Regions from separate parts of the Danio rerio genome. Here region 2 is linked to region 1. The links are chromatin contacts, called in public HiChIP or PLAC-seq maps. All regions are on one chromosome and are shown on one strand. Each heading gives the region's core, a stretch centred on a gene start, on an enhancer-like site or on the middle of the called end of the contact. The rest is flanking DNA. Distances are from core to core; before and after follow the strand shown.

Region 1 (3,393 bases), core at 497-2,996:
GCATGGTGGTGGCAGATTCATGCTGTGGGGATGTTTTTCAGCAGCAGGAACTGGAAGACTAGTCAGTTTAGAGGGAAAGATTGATTCAGCAATGTACAGAGACATCCTGAATAAAAACCTGGTTCAGAGTGCTCTTGACCACAGAATGGGGCGACGGTTCATCTTCCAGCAGGACAATGACCCAAAGCACACTGCATTCAACAGCACAATGTAGTGGCTTCACAACAACTTGGTGAATGTCCTTGAGTGGCCCAGCCAGAGCCCAGACCTAAATCCTATTACACATCTCAGGAGAGATCAGAAAATGGCTGTACATTGTCGCTTCCCATCCAACCTGATAGAGCTTGAGCAGTACTGCAAAGAGGAATGTGCCAAAAATTCTCAAAGACTGGTGGGCCAAGCTTGTAGCATCATATTCAAAAAGACTTGAGGCTGTAATTGTTACCAAAAGGCGCATCAACAAAGTATTGAGCAAAGGCTGTGAATACTTCTGTACATGTGATTTTTCAGATTTTTTTTTTTTAATAAATTTGCGACAATTTTAGAACATATTTTTTCACATTGACGTTATGGGGTATTGTGTGCAGAATTTAGAGGAAATAAATTAATTTAATCCCTTTTGGAATAAGGCGGTAACAAAAAAAAACTGAAAAAAAGTGAAGCGCTATGAATACTTTCCGCATACACTGTATGTCCCACTGCTAATAGACAAACTCTATTTTTCACTTTCACATAAGAGTTTGCAGTGTTTGGATTCAGCTGTTTTATAAAATGTATGCATTTTGCCAATAATAATAAAAAATATTCAAAAGGTGTAACATTTTGCAATGTTGGATAGCTTTTGAGACATTCGATGGAGCTGAAATTTAAAAGGAAAATACAGTTTAATATATTTTGCAAAAACAAAGGGCAAATATGTTTGGAGTAAACATTAACAAAGTCACAGTTAGATATATTTAAAATAAACAGATTAACCCAGTATCTAGCTAATATTATGTTACTTTAATAACATAACTTTAAAGAAACAATGTGCAACTTTTTTTTAAAGTGAAGTTATATTGGAGTTGTTCTACACTGATACAAAATAACATCTGATTTTGACAGACAAGAGCAAAAATATATTTGTGCTAAAAACATTATCTTTTAAAGTGATGTTTTTATGATAAAAAATGTTACTTTCGTTCCTGCTCTTCCCTATAGAAGTCAAGATTGCCAGTATTTAGCTTTCTTTAAAAGATCTTCTTTTAGGTTCAGCAGATAAACTCATTACGCTTTGAAACTAAATGATGGGGAGTAAATAGTGAGTAAATTTAAATGTTTGGGTGAACTGTACTTTTAAAAGCGCTTCGTTGAAAGCATAAGCTTATTATTTTATGTTCCCTCTTCTTTCATTTTTGGTAAATATACGAAAAATGGCAATAGAACTGAACCACCCACAAAGACCAATGCATGAATAAATAATAACCGAAACTGTGACATGATCTCGACACTCAAGCAGATTAATATCTGTATTATATGTCTGTGAAGAGCTCAAATTTAATAAGGCCAGGCGAAACGATATTTTCGCTTTGTTGTGCTTTTCATATTGATAAACTTGACACTAAGTAAGGTAACGCTGACGTCAACAACCTATCGTCATGTAGGGAAAAAGTAGGGAAAACAGTCTGGTGAGTGACAGCCCAAATAGCCAATAGCGTGGTCCTCAGCGGCTGTTCTTTAAAGAGTACTCCAATACGCATCGAGGAAGGGAGGGGGTGAGGCAATTGGGCGTCGAAGCGAAGTTAGGTTGACGAATGGTAACCAACAAGAGGACTACGAGTTAAAAATTGGATTATTTAATCATCTGACTGGCTTTAACGTTACGTGAACGGACGCGGAGCCCGTTAAGGAGAACACACGGATGATATTGTCGGTTCTGGAGGCCGTCGTTGCGTTTGGATGTGTTTCGGGAAGACCTCCGCTTCTCGCGCATAGGTCGCGCGACAGATTAGCTGCGGCGTGCTGAGAGACCGAGTTCAAGAAATCACAAGTTGCACGCGCGAGAGGAGGAAGACCCTTCCGCGCGATTTTACTGCTGCCCGCCCGACAAATGTGGACGCTTGGCTCTCCTATTATGACGTAGTTGGCGGTTCGTGACACATTGTTGACTCAAGTGTAGTTACATCTTATGAAAGAGGCCCTAAAGTACCTGGCTAAATGATTGTAATTTCATGTTAACGGATGACAACCACTGCAGTTTTGACAGATTCGGATATTTCGATATATTTGGCATCGGCTTGTTTTTGTTCGTGATTCTGTTTAATTCTGTTTCCCAGGACAGCTGGGCTGTTGTAAAACTTGCAATCCGCGTCTCCGCTTTTTAATTTATTTTGAATAATCAACATTGATCGAAAATGGCTTTTGGTGGTGTTATTTGCTTGTCTTGAAATCAATCTTTCATGCAGCCTTTTACGTTTGATAGGATGTGAAAATGTCTGGCACATCTTAAGCACCAAAGATGATGGACTTTACAGTAACGTTGAAATATTTCGACTTCTAATTCAGTGTTTCATATCAATAACAACCGGGAGACCTGTTATAGTGAAACTGTTATTTATTCATAATCGATTTAACTTGCTTCTTAAAAATTCATTTGGAGGATTTTGCTGTGAACTTTTAACTTCATAGACACTTAGAGCATCCTCTGGATTTACAGAAGTCTCAATGTCGGTGGATGAAGCCTGTTTTAAAAGTTCAGCATTTTCCACACAGGGGAAACGATTATAAACAAGCTGCTCTTAAAGTGAGAGTGTTTTGAGAAAGAACACTGGTCAAAATGGCAAGTGAATGCACCTACGACTCTGATGACACCTTTCGCACTACTAAACACTCAGCGGACGAGCAGCGGGCACGCGCGGGATTTGTGAACGGCGACTGCGCGTCCGTCTCTACTTCAGCCCTCTTCGAGGTCATCGACGGCTCGCTTTTCCGCAAAAAGTTGGAGAAGGGTTTTGTCCAGTATCGGGAGGTTCTGGCTGAAGATAAGCGACTTCAGTCTATTGTCACCTTCCACGAGAAGAGACCCGGCAAGTCGCACCACACCCTCGAGGACACATACAGGCTGGTGGCCGAGCACTACTGGTGGGAAGGTTTGTCATTTTCCTGTTGCTTATTATATTTTTGTTACTACCAATACACTATACTGAACTGCCTGTTTTAAATTAGTTTTATATCCGAACTTTTAATTAAATAATCACCGTGAAAGTCACTTCAAAATCACTTAATCAAAACATTGGTATTAATTTGTTTATATTTATAAATTTATAATACTATGTAACGTTATGTGTTTATGAGAGCTGTCAACATCCTTCGTGCAACAGCGACTATTGGCTATGTAAGTTTATGCAAATGATC
Region 2 (3,113 bases), core at 524-3,023, 75 kb before region 1:
ATTTTTTCCCTGATTTTTGTATGACAGAGTTTTTTTAACACATTTCTAAACATAATAGTTTTAATATCTCACTTCTAATAACTAATTTATTTTATCTTTGCCATGATGACCGTAAATAATATTTTACTAGATATTTTTCAAGACACTTCTAAACAGCTTAAAGAGACATTTAAATGTTTAACTAGGTTAATTAGGTTAACTAGGCAGGTTAGGGTAATTAGGCAAGTTATTGTATAATAATGGTTTGTTCTGTAGACTATCGAGAAAAATGTATAGCTTAAAGGAGCTAAAAATTGACCCTAAAATGGCTTTTAGATAATTAATTAAAAACTGCTTTTATTCTAGCCAAAATAAAACAAATAAGACTTGCTCCAGAAGAAAAAAATATTATCAGACATACTGTCAAAATTTCCTTGCTCTGTTAAACATCATTTGGAAAAAAAATAAAAAATGATTAGTTGTATATGTTACATTATATAAATTAGAATTTTAAAAAAAATTTTGAAGGGAGGCTAATAATTCTGACTTCAACTGAATGTTAATATTATATTGAAACATTTGTTTATATTTTCCAAAGCAACCAACCACAGAGTTATGGGATCAGAAAAATATCAATCTGTAAACAATTTTTAGATTTTAAATGAGAAAAATAAAATAGCTTCATGAATGCGAGCAAAAAAGTCTGCTAGTTTACAGTATAAGACATACTTTATAGAAATTCTGTGAATTAAACTGCACAACCCAAAAGAAGCAATGCTAATCAAAAGGATAATGGTTGCTCTCTATAGAACAAAAATTATTGATTTTATTTAACATTTTTTGCATTTTGAGGAAAAAAACTTTGTTAGGGATGTTTGTTAGTTTTTTTTTTAATTTTTGCAAGTTTGAGTATTTTTACAGTAAAATACAAGTCTACATAAAAAAACCTAGAAAGGGTTTCGCTATTTTTTTTACTTTTGCATGGAATTGCTCAATTGAAGTTTTATATTTTGTCAAAGCAGATATTTATGCAAAAATAAAACATACTTATTCATATAGCCTCATTATATAAATGTTTTAAAAACGTACTGCTGACAAAGAAGTAAAATCTAGTGGTTTAAATGAAAGCGACAAAAATCAAATTTAATAAATAAATACAATAAATGCTTTCCTTGTTAATTGTTACATTTTGCAAAAAAAAAAAAAAAAACAATTACATTAGCAACAATTAAATAATAAATAAAACAATAATTAAATAATCAACATAGTGGTATAAATCATAGTATGGGGAGGGGAATGTAAAGTTGCATATTTATTGTATTTTTTTATTCTCGAAACCCCTTTTTATTTGTTTACAAACTATGAATGTATAATCCTTTGTAAAATAATGAACTTTGTAACATGAATATGAAAGTAATTTCCTTTTCATAACTAACGTTAAAGAATTCCGTAGAAATATCATTAATCGCCTAATTCCCTGTTTAACAATGCAAATCTGCTATAAACGGTCTGTATAGTATAAAGAGCTGAAGGAGTTGACTGCAGTAACGTTAAATCACATGCCGTAAAAAAGGAAGAAAGCAGAAATAAATTCTCCTTACCAGTTGACAGCTCCAGATCTAACATCTTCTTCTACCGGAATATTTACAATAAGACAACTAAATTAATAAATAGACAAACATGTATTCAAGAGATATTGAAGAGAGTATTTCGGATGTTTTACAGCATAGAACAATAATTTTCATCCAACTGTTTATTCACTTCAGCAGAAAGGAAAAGTAACCGACCGGAAGTGGAGTAATTCATTGACATTTTCTTTCAAAATAATAGTTCGATGTTGGTCTGGTGGTACCATCAGGAAAGATTAAAACACATGGAACATATTTAAATAATTTCCTTTGACTTCTTCTAAATTTGCAATTAAACAAAAGGGGAAAACACCCAGCATTATGGTTTATATGATGTTTCTTAAAATAAGTTGTGCTTTGGGAGTCAAAATGAGACATCCAAAATTGGTTTCGACATCAAATAAAAATTCAAAAAATGTAATTAATAAATTGATTTTGATTGATTGAATGATTTAATTGATAAAAACATATTGATTGTAAGTGTCTATATATTTATTCAAATTATATTTGTGAAAATTGTCGAAACAATCTTACACTGTAATTGAGCATTCAACATTTTCCTTCTGTGCTGTACTTATAATATAGAAAGTAATATCCTATTAAAATTTAAATGATTAAAAAGCTATTAAGTTAAACATAGTGTTGTGCAAAGATTAAATGTGATTAATCTCATCCAAAATAAAAAAATAAAAAGTGTGTGTGTGTGTGTGTGTGTGTGTGTGTGTGTGTGTGTGTGTGTGTGTGTGTGTGCTGTGCATATTTATTTTGAATTTATGCATGAATACATATAATTGCAAAAATGTTTATATCAACTTTTTTGTGTATAGTCTTTGTTTATATTTAGATATAACATATAAATGTATATAATAAAAAATTTACATATTTAAACATATATGTGACAAAAAAGTTGTTCTGTGTATGTGTGTGAATCACATATACATAACAAATGTATAAAAAAACACATTATGTCAAAATGGATGAGATCAATTATGATTATTCTTTGCTTAGCACTAGATAAAAGCTAAAATCTAAAAGCTATAAAGCCTCACATTATGTACTTTCTTCATCCCTACAACTGTACACAGAATGATCATTCATTCATTTATTTTCCTTTGGCTTCTGTCCCTTTATTCATCAGGGGTCCCCACAGTGGAATGAATCGCCAACTTATCCAGCATATATTTTACGCAGCAGTTGCCCTTTCCGTTGTAATCCAGTACTGGGAAACACCCATACACACTCATTCATAGGCATGCACTACATTCAGTTTAATTTATTCAATTCACCTATAGAGCATTTCTTTGAACTGTGGGGGAAACTGAAGCACCCGGAGGAAACCCACAAAATGCCACCTGACCCAGCCGAGGCTCGAACCAGCGACCTTCTTGCTATGAAGCGAGAGCGCTACCGACTGCACCACCGTGCATGTTATAATTAAAATTATTAATTACATCTTTTATTAATTAATCTAACGCTATTTATTATTATTATTATTATTATTATTAT

The links. HiChIP or PLAC-seq counts read pairs in DNA pulled down with a chosen protein or histone mark.
Region 2: an H3K4me3 HiChIP or PLAC-seq map of embryo shows a contact between it and region 1, with 2.1 times the contacts expected there. The contact joins the promoter of commd6 here to the promoter of si:dkey-229b18.3 in region 1. A contact is called at or near these places in 2 of 4 datasets of contacts at active chromatin or transcription factors (embryo and gastrula embryo).

The regions. Positions count from the first base shown.
Region 1 is chr9:32,178,269-32,181,661 of GRCz12tu, reverse strand. It overlaps si:dkey-229b18.3, which reads left to right and starts at 1,746. Exons shown (of 7, transcript XM_682097.9): 1 at 1,746-3,128. The coding sequence starts at 2,816.
Region 2 is chr9:32,253,884-32,256,996 of GRCz12tu, reverse strand. It overlaps commd6 (COMM domain containing 6), which reads right to left and starts at 1,773. Exons shown (of 7, transcript XM_001332052.7): 1 at 1,581-1,773. The coding sequence starts at 1,605.